Linked DNA regions of Mus musculus: region 2 is linked to region 1. Evidence: chromatin contacts called from public HiChIP or PLAC-seq data. All regions are on one chromosome and are shown on one strand. The core of a region is the stretch at or near the end of the contact, and the rest is flanking DNA. Distances in the headings are between cores, read along the strand shown. Region 1 has its middle 71 kb from the start of Zcchc2. Region 2 overlaps Phlpp1 (PH domain and leucine rich repeat protein phosphatase 1).

Region 1 (5,101 bases), core at 1,884-4,383:
TAATTTGTTTATGTGATCTTGATTTAACTTTGGTAAGTGGTACCTAGTGAGAAAAATTATCCATTTCTTTTAGATTTTCCAATTTTATGGAGTACAGGTTTTAAAGATATGTCCTCATGAGTCTCTCAGTTTCCTCAGTATCTGTTGTTATGTTGCCCTTTTCATTTCTGATTTTACTAATTTGGATATTCTCTCTCTGTCTTCTGGTTAGTTTGGATAAGGGTTTGTCTAGCTTGTTGATTTTCTCAAAAACCCACCTCTGTCTCATTGATCCTGAGGGATCCACAGGAGGCATGGACAAGGGCAGCCTACCTGGTCTTCTGGCAGGCATGGCCTGTGGTTGAGCAGGGGGTGTTCTCCTGAGTTGGGGGCTGGGACACAGCAATGAGACAGGAGGGAAGGTGGGGGAAGTGGGGGAGAGGGTTGTAGTCTCTGGGATCCACAGGAGACATGGACAGGGCAGAGAAGAAGCTGCAGCTGGTGTTCTGACTTAGCACTAAAGAGGATCCTGAACCTAGGGTAACAGAGAGAGTGGAGCTTTCTTTTAAATACAGCCAAATGCTAAGCAGTGCTGGGCTAGGCAGCCCTGTCTGTCATTGGCTCACCATCTCTGGGCTAGTCTGCCCTACAAGGTAGTCTAATACATTATCAAAACACTGCAGAATCTCTTCCTGGGGTGTGTGTTGGGGGGGGGGGGGGTAAGTTCCTCTTCCGGTTGGTAACAGGCATCTGCCTTTCCCTTCTTTCCCCCAATCCCCCATAGTGGACTTGGTGAAATTCAAGCTCCTTGGATTCCAATGTTTCAGTTAAGGGACCATGACACAGTTGTCTCTAGAACAATCTCATCCTGCCAGTACAGTCGCAAAGCCACAGCCCTCTGTGACCTGTCTGCCTCAGGCCCCCGCATCTGTTTTCTGTGAGCCCTTGGAAGTCTGCAAGTCTTCCCTGGGGATGGGTTTCTCCTTAGCACATTCTAGGTTTGTGAACTTCTTTCCTGGATAGTGTATCCAAAGCTTCATGCTAAGTCTGCCTCAATCAAAAATTTGAGAAAGATGAGGTTAACTTCCTGATTTCTCTAACAATAATTGTTGCAGAAATCTAATAAGTTTCTTATGTGTTTGTTTCTGGTCAGGAATCCTAGAAGGCGGAAAGATGGCTCAGTAGTTCAGAGTGCTTGCTGTTCTAGAGGATCCAAGTTTGATTCCCAGAGCCTACAGTAGGTGGCTCACAATCTCCAGTAATTCCAGCTCCAAGGGTCAGATGACCTCTTCTGGCATCCACAGGCACTCAGACACACTCTCAAACACATAAATATGAATTAAAAAAACAATCTTTTCTACATGTAGATTCTATACTGCTTTACCTTTTCTCTTGAAAAGTCTGCTCTCTCTGTAGTGATACCTTGGGCTATAGGAAATAGCTGCTGGAGAATGGTTGTTTCTTTGCTTTTCTCTGTCTCTCTGTCTCTGTCTCTGTCTCTGTCTATCTGTCTCTGTCTCTCTCTGTCTTTGTCTCTCTCTCTCTCTCTCTCTTGGTTTTTGATTGTTGGTTGATTTTGTTTGGTTTTAGAGACAGGGTTTCTCTGTGTAGCCCTGGGTGTCCTGGAGCTTGCTCTGTAGACCAGTCTGGTCTTGAAGTCAGAGATCTGCCTTGATGTGTTAGAATGGTGGGTCGAGTCTCAACAGCACACTAGGCCAAGACAGTTCCACGTGGAAGAGGTTTTATTGGAAGGGAGAGACAAGGTAGTGGCAGAAAGAGAAGAGGGGAAGAGAGAGAGAGAGAGAGAGAGAGAGAGGGAGGGGTGATCTCCTTATTTATATGGAGAATGATATAACACAGGTAAAGGTGGGAGATGAGCCAAGTGGATGTTGGGAATATGGTGCCTATTGCTCTTGAGACTGGTCTGCAGGTCTCAGGTCGTGCTGTTGCCTATGTAATGTCATAGATTTGGGAGGTCCTGATGCCAGCATACTTGCCTCTGCCTTCCAAGTGCTAGAACTAAAGATGTGCACCACAATGCCCAGCTAGGTTGTTTATTTTGAAAGATCCTGTATACCACACTGGCCTCAAACCCCTCTGTGGTTGAGTAAACTCCTGATCCTACTAATTGGTGCTGTGGTTACAGGCCTATGCCAGGTAGTTGTAGTGCTGAGGGTCTAATCTCGGGTTCCAAGCATGCTAAGCAAGAACTCTACCAGCTAAGCCAGTCCAGAAACCCTTTTCCTCATCTGATCTTGCTGCCAAGGCTTAACATCAGTGCCCACTTAAGATGCCTTCCTGAACTTCTGAGTCCTTGCCATTCAACATTATTTTTATATCCAACCTTCCTTCTTTTTATATTCAGAGTTAGGGTGGAGGTCAGGGCCTTGCATGGGGTGGGTAAGTGTCCCTGCCACTGACAAGCCTGGGTCCGATCAAAACTCATTTCAATCTTCTTTCTTAGCATCTTAAATACAGAAGCAGGGGACTTTCCCACGCTTGCTAAAGCCACAGCTGTGACTTTCCTCCCGCCTTTTCTTTCTATTTCTGCTTACAGATGGGTTCATCCCACTTGACTTGTTCTTGTAACAGCTGATCAAATATTGCCATGACAACCAAAATACATTGTTCTTTTTTTCTTCTTCTGTCCTTTATGACCATCAGGACTCCACAGCTCAGCAGGCCTATGGTCTACCCCAGGGGTAATCACAGAAAACTGTGTTATCTAGGATTTCCTACCTCATAAAAAGGTTTGTATCTTTTAGGCCTTTGGTGTCAACACCTGCGAACTCTCATCACTGCCTAAGGGCCACAGACTCCTCTAGGGTAACAACAGAAGACCAATCACATCAGTCAATTCCCACTGGGGGAGGGTGGGGGGATAGAAAGAGCACCAAATTGGAAGCCAGGATATGGCCTGACTGTGTGCTGACCAGTTCCTCCTTAGGGCTCCTCAAAGTGCATATTGCTTCCTGCACATAAATAGGTCATCTTGCCTACTAATGAGCCCTGTCTGGGCAGCTCCACAGGCTCTCTTCTGTAGACATCTAACATAAGTCCTAAGATTGATCCAAGATGGATCTGGTGTTTCTGCCCTGCCCCAACTCATATAGAACGGCCCTAGCAGGGATGCCTTAGCTCTTTTCTACTCTCCATGGGAACCAACATCCCCAAATACAAGTGCTTGCTTAGGCCTGTTAACAGAGAAGAAAGGAAGTAGTCTAAGTGAACCAGAGCTCCAAGGACAATTATCTGTCACTATGGCAACAGGCAGTTGTCATCAGTGACTCCATCTTACTTTCCTCTTGTTCTTTCTCATTCTCAAGGTTTTCAGCCTCCTCTGTAGATTCTGGAGCAACTAACAAGAATAGTTATCATTTAGAACCTCTGCTCTGTGTCAAAACCCCAGACCGCACAACCTGAACTCCTGGGAAACTCAGATCTCTTCATGTCACCCTAATACCTACCCTTTCAAACAACTTAAAAAAAACAGAGACCTGAGGCCCCTGGAGGCCTCCCTTCCAGACTAGCATCTGCTGTAAACTCTATGACCGTCCTCTAAAGCACTCTGGTCCTGGGCTTGCTGCACAGAGGGGTTGCCCACAGGGATCGTGAGCAGTTCTAGAAGGTTGCAGGGATCTCTGCAAAGTCTGGTAGCAAACATCCCTTGGGGGAAGCAGAGCCTTGACTGTGGCCCAGCAGAAATGCCCTTTCTCTGCTCACAGGAGCCTGCCACTGTGTTTTAATTTAATGCCACTGAGGTCCAGGCTTCGGTTCCAGCTCTGTTCTTCTCTGTTGCCCTTCTTCCTTTCCCTTCGGCCTCCCCCTTTCAGCTCTGAAACTTAGAAGGTCCCTATATAGAAGCCACAGTAGACACTTTCCTAATCTTTCTGGTAGTAAGAAGACTAGGGAGTGACCAATCACTCCTTGTGCAGTCAGCAGTGTGTCCTGGACCAATATGCTACGAACCCATGACTCTTCTGTTATAAGCACAACAGAAGGCCAATTCCTGGGCAGTGGCTGGAATATTAGACTGCCTGTTCTCACATAGAATATCATAATTTTCTATACCAATTTAGTCAGAATTATTTACTCTAGTTACACCCCTTTCAAAATCAGCATCTTTTGGCGGTCTCCTACATCCCAGGCTGGTCCCGCTAACACTGTAGTCAAGGATGACTTTACCCCTCTTGCCCTTCTTGCCATAGTGCAGGCCACACTTCTAGTCTGTGCAGTATTTACTTAACTGCATTGATCTCAGGGCTTTGTGTGTGCCGGGCAAGCATGATATCAACTGAACGGCATCTTCGGCTCAGAGTGGGCTCAGAGTGGGTATATTAACTTACTTCAGAAGGGAGGTGCAGGCCGGGCATTGGTGGCACACGCCTTTAATCCCGGCACTTGGGAGGCAGAGTTCAAGGCCAACCTGATCTACAGAGTGAGTTCCAGGACAGCCAGGGCTATACAGAGAAACCCTGTCTCAAAAAAAAAAAAAAAAAAAAAAAAAAAAAGGGGTTGGGGGTGCGTTTTAAGGACCCCTTCAGGAACAGCACACTGTCAGGTCATGCTGAGGGCTCTGCACACTGTCAGGTTGTGCCAAGGACTCAGCAGCCTGCTTGGCAGCCACTTTTCCAGAGCAATCAAGAAGGACCTCTTTCTCTGCCCAGCTGAGAGCCCTGCTGCATCCAGACAGGCACACCACAGACTTGCCTGCTCCTTTCACTGTGCTTGGCTATATTCCTTTAAAAAAAATTAGGATTGCATTCATATTTCATCTGTAATAGCTATTTCCAAATATGTCTACATTTGAGGTCCTGGGGGTTATCACTTCTACATAGAAACTTGGAGGGATACAATTTAACTCCTAACAATTCTAACTCAGCTTCTGGAATCAGCTCCCTTTCTCTGGGTGACTGAACAAATCGCTCAGGACTGCCAGAACAAATTGCTACAGGCTCAGTGGCTGAAAACAAGAGAGTCAAGTCCCCTAGTTTTGGAAGCTGGAGGTCCCAGATGAAGGGTCACCTGGAGCAGAGTGCCTTTGGAATCCGTAAGGGAATGTTTCCTATTTTTAGATAAGTCTTACAGAATGTATGGATTACACTTTCAACATGGGGTAGGT
Region 2 (5,101 bases), core at 685-3,184, 310 kb after region 1:
TGGGCTCAGATGGGTTCAGTCAGTAAAATTTCTATAATCTAGCCATTGATTCTAATGTAGGCTGATAAACATTCCTATAGTGATTTCAGAACTCAGGGTGTTTGTGGTCACATAGTCGTCAGAAGGTACAACTGGATGACAGAGAAGGTTTGCCTGCCCACCTGGTTCTCTGACCTAGTCAGTTCTATCCCCCACTGACTGGCTGATATCACTCCCAGCCTGATGATACAGCAGCCCAAGGCTCTTTTCACCTTCTGTGTTCTTGCATTATGACTCTTTCCCTACATGTCTGATAGACGTTCAATGGATAAACTTTTAATTACAATTTGTATGGTATGTTTTGATTATACCCTCCCCAAATCCTTCTGGATCCTCCCCACCTTCCTACCCAGCCAACTTTGTTTTTTCTTTCTCATTCTTACTTTCAAAAATAGAAAGAAATAACAGGAAACAAAAAGAGGGGGAAACCCCACAAAAACAAAAATCAAAACAAACAGGCAAAAGGCCAATAAGGCAAAAAAGTGTGCACTACAACAACGCAAAATGAAGCAAAATTCCACAAAACTACCATTAAGTTTGTTCACCTCTGAGGACATGGCTGGCCTTGGAGTGTGGTTAATTCCCAGTGACACTCCACTAGAGAAAATTGATTTTCCCTTTGATATTCTTTGTGACCAGCTTCTTAGTTAACAGTGGGACCTGATGTCTACATCCCCATTTCAGTACTGAGATCCCTTCTGACTTGAGCCTATCTGGGTCTGTGCCTGATGCCACAATCTCTATGAGTTCATATGTGTATTAGTCCAATGTGTCTGAAGAATTTCCTAGGTATTATCCATCCATTCTGGCTCTTACAATCTTTCTGCCTGCTGTTCTGGATAGCTCCCTGAGCCCTGGGGTGAGGGATTTAATAAAGACATCCCCTTTAGGACTGAGTGCTCCAAAGCCTCTCACTCTCTGAACATTGTCCAGTTGTAGGTCTCTGTGGTTAATTCCTATCTGCTGCAAGAAATTCTCTAATGTGGTTGAGTGAAACACTGATCTATGGATATAGCAGTATATCATAACGAGTCATGTATTTCTATCTTCCTTGAGCAGAATAATAGTTGTAGGCTTTTCCCTAGGCTAGTCACCTGTCTAGTTTCAGGTTCTTGCCAACTTTGGCAGTGTTAGGTATGGGCCCCATCTCATGGAGAGGGCCTTAATTACATCCAGTCAAAAAGTGGTTGGTCAGCATCCTCTGCCACTCTTACAGCACCATGCATGCAGGCAGGCTGATTTGTAGATGGGGATTTGTAGCTGGATGGCAGTGATGATTGGCTTTCTCCTCCAGGAGCATGCAGAGTACAACCACCCAGTACCATGAACACTCGCCACCAGCACTGAAGCTCAGAGCTAGGCACCAGCTCAGACTCTCTGTGGTTGATAACATACGTGTTTTCTTCAGCAACAGAGACTTCCCATCAAATTGTGGGAAGTATTAACTAGACTACGATGTTTGGGGGGCTCCATTGGACACCTTTGGCCAATAGACTGTAAAGGATGTAGCCAATTCCTGGCACTGAAGTTTTACTTGGTGGCATAAGATGTCTGGTCAGAGTATTGGTGCATATCATGTGGTGACTCCATTTAGAGTCCTTTCATGTTTGTCTACCTTTTAGAAGGCTTCTATAAGTAATAGGCTTGCAAATGGTTTTCACATGGCCTTTGGTGTTAGGTGTCCCATACCACATTCCCTCCTTTGCCCTTTCTTTCCAGTCCCTCTCTCATCTAACCCTCCTAGTCTCCCTTTTATCTTTTAATAACACTGTACTCTTTTTCCCGTGCTGTGGAAGATCCCCTCCCCCCACTGATCTCTTACTAGGTACATGACGTCTGTGGTTATTCAGAGTGAAACACGCAAACCTAAAGTTTAAAAGCTAGCATCCACATGTAAGAGGAAGCATATAACATTTGCCCTTTTGGTTCTGGGTTACTTCCCTCAAGATGACTGTTTCCTAATGACGTTCATTTACCTAAAATTCTATAATTTCCTTTCCCTTAACAGCTGAATCATTTTCCATTGTGGGAATGTTCCACCTTTTCATTATCCATTATTAGTTGGTGGCTATCTAGGCTTTTTCCAATTATGAGTAGAGCTACAATGAACATGGGTGACCGGGTATCTCTGTAGTAGGGTGTGCAGTCCTTTGGGTATGTGCCCCAGAGTGGTATAGTTGGATCTTAAGGTAGATCTGTTCCCAGCTTCCTGAGGAACTGCCTCACTGGTTTCCATAGTGGCTGTACAAGTCTGCACTCCCACCATGCATGAGGAAGGATTCTTTTTGCCCATATCTTTGCTTTATGCTGTCATTTATTTTGTTGATCTTGGCTGTTTTGTCTGGTGTCCTAGTAGCTGATAGCTAAGGAAGCCAACTTTTTTATGTCTTTTTTATGTCTGTCTAGGCTTTGTGTTGCATCTTTTGAAAACTCTGGTTAGTTCTATTTCCCAATTTTTAAATTGGGTTATTTGTTTTCTTATTGTCCAGGTTTGTTTTTGTTTTTAAAGTTCTGTGTCTTCCTTGTCTTTTGTTTTACATTAAGAAGGTCCTTGGGGTTCATGTTAATGAGGGCATTATAACCCTGAAGATCCAAGCGGGCACAAATACAAACCATGGGAAAAGGCTTAAGATTTTTTCAGCTAATCCTTTATCTTAAGTGCAGAAGTAAACCTTAATGGAAAAGATTAATTGTGGAGTCAAAAAAAGTGAAAACAGTTTATGTAGCCAAGACCTTAAATGTCTGTGGCAGAGCAGTAGGCAACTGCCTTTTTATTGACCAGTGCTCATCTGCAGAACACAGGATGTGGAACCTACAGCCTCCCCAGATCGTTTTTCTTGTTTCCATCAGTGTGTAGATCTGAGCTGTAATGAGCTGAGTGAAATCACGTTACCAGAAAACCTGCCACCTAAGCTGCAGGAGCTAGACCTGACTGGAAATCCACGCCTTGCCCTGGACCACAAAAGCCTGGAGCTGCTCAAGTGAGTATTGCAAAGCATGTGGTCCCTCATGTGTTCACTTGCAGTGGGGTTTACAACTTCATAGACATTTGAACAGGGAGATTCTTTTGACTTAGTAGCCATATACACAGACAGAAAGTAGGCAGAAAGAGGGTACCATCCATGGTGGGAACATAAGTCACAATGAGCCCTGGTCACATGACTGTGATGCCTAATGCAGATGTCATTGAAACATTTTGAAAGAGAGACATGATGTGAAGGAAGTTATTAGAAACTAAAATCTGGTTCCTTTTTTAAAGAACAACTGGTAATGCAAAGTAGTTACAATTCGATCTTAAGGAGTTTTCATCCTTCTCAAGGGAGTTCAGGATGGATGTTGGTAGTGTGACTGGTTGAAGTTTAAGGGTAGCCTCACTAGAGAAGATGCCACTGTCTGAATATTCATTCCAGAACTCCAAAATAGTTAATATAACTGGATGATTTGTGTTTCACAGATACTTTACAGCCATTAGCATTCTGATGTCAAGATGCAGAAGTAATCAGAAAGGTCTTTATAGTGTGATATTATACAAAGGAAACTTATGAAAAGATTTGTACACGTTATTCTTTTTTCCAAAAGAAATATGCACACATTCTGCCTGTGAGTACCTGCACATGCCTAAAGCACACTCCACAGGATAGGTTCCAGGTATTAAAGGTGCTCCTATTCTCCTTTAAGTAGTAGGATTTTGAGAGGGATCTCTGCTTTCTCCTTTGTACTTCTCAGACCTTGCATTCTTAAATGGTGGCCCAGTGTAGTCATTGTTTCTGCCATATATTCTTATATGCAGATGGATTTTTTTTTTCTGGAAGTCATCTGACATATGTTAGCCAAAAAACTGAAAAGATGAGAATTTTGGTGAATGGACCATTACTAATCTTTTTGGGTAACACAAATCAAAGCTTAAAGACCAACTTTTTGGCTAGAATTCATCTGGTCTAATTAATGCTTACTTGCTGGCTTTTTAAATACTTAATAGAAAACTAACTTGGTGTATAACTGAAGAATGCTGCCTAAACAAAGAGTCCCAAGGAAGCCATAGGGACCTGATTTTTCTTCACTGTGTATGTGGTACAGCCTCAATCCCTCAGTCCACAGACTGCAGTCTTCCGCATGTCCTGTAAGCTGCTGGGATGGCTGGCATTATCCCTCAGATACTCAACAGCGAAGAGTACCATGAAATAGCTACATATAAAGAATTTGATCAATGCCTGGCATGATACCTCAGAGACAAGAGGATTGCCATGAGTTCAAGGTCAGCTGAGGCTACACAGTGATTTATAGGACTCCCTTAGCTATACAGTGAGAAAACCTGTTTCCAAGAGATACCAAAAAAAAAAAAAAAAAAAAAAGTATCAAGAATTCTCTATGGATTAGCTATTTAGAGAAAAATTATACCAAATAAATTTCAGGTAGATTAAAAAGTTAAATATGTAAAATAAAATAATTTGAATGTATTCATAAGCTAGAAATTATTTTTTATGTCAGAAATAGTTGAGGGACTTGCCGTGAAATCAGTATATGTGACTAACACACACACAAATTTTACATGCATTTTTATCAACTCCTACAACTACTAAAAGTAAATCTAAAACAAAAATTACAACTGGGAAAAAATACTTGAAAAACTAATTTAAAGCACTGACATTATTAGTGGATAGTACTCTTGTGAGTAAAGACTGTCCCCACTTGGCTGGAAAGACAGCGGAGTAGTTAGGAGTGTATGCTGTTTCTGCAGAGGAGCAGGAGAGCCGATGACATCAGCAGACACCTGCACACATGCTAGCTAATGCATGTGCACAGAAACAGACTTACAAATAAGTCTTCTCTTTTTCAAAAAATGTTTTCATTCAAAAATAGAAAACGAGCCAACGACATTAATAGTTAACAAAAGAAATCCAAAATGTTAAAGCTTATTAGTATATTAAGAAAAAACAAATATTCAAACACTTCAGATTGGCTCTATGACAGAAGCAGGGCTTAGTATGGAGTTCTTTAAAAGTGGCCAACTCGTTCTATCAGGACTTTGAAAACAGTCATGTAGGTTAGGGGTTTGTATACT

Evidence for each region. HiChIP or PLAC-seq counts read pairs in DNA pulled down with a chosen protein or histone mark.
Region 2: an H3K27ac HiChIP or PLAC-seq map of regulatory T cells shows a contact between it and region 1, with 5 times the contacts expected there. The contact joins two enhancer-like sites. A contact is called at or near these places in 2 of 15 datasets of contacts at CTCF or cohesin (both in embryonic stem cells), 57 of 484 Hi-C or Micro-C datasets (the 4T1 cell line, B cells, the C2C12 cell line and 41 more) and 19 of 115 datasets of contacts at active chromatin or transcription factors (cardiomyocytes, differentiating embryonic stem cells, embryonic basal ganglia and 13 more).

What each region holds. Positions count from the first base shown.
Region 1 is chr1:106,058,833-106,063,933 of GRCm38.p6, forward strand. No RefSeq gene overlaps it. Among named protein-coding and RNA genes, the nearest start is that of Zcchc2, 71 kb to the left of the region's middle. Within about 2 kb of position 3,134, at least 26 of the 459 cell types and tissues checked have an H3K27ac peak or open chromatin away from gene starts, as enhancers often do. A contact at or near this core is called in regulatory T cells, where this site is marked.
Region 2 is chr1:106,373,272-106,378,372 of GRCm38.p6, forward strand. Phlpp1 (PH domain and leucine rich repeat protein phosphatase 1) reads left to right here. Exons shown (of 17, transcript NM_133821.3): 13 at 2,890-3,020. Among named protein-coding and RNA genes, the nearest start is that of Gm41928, 150 kb to the right of the region's middle. Within about 2 kb of position 1,935, at least 11 of the 459 cell types and tissues checked have an H3K27ac peak or open chromatin away from gene starts, as enhancers often do. A contact at or near this core is called in regulatory T cells, where this site is marked.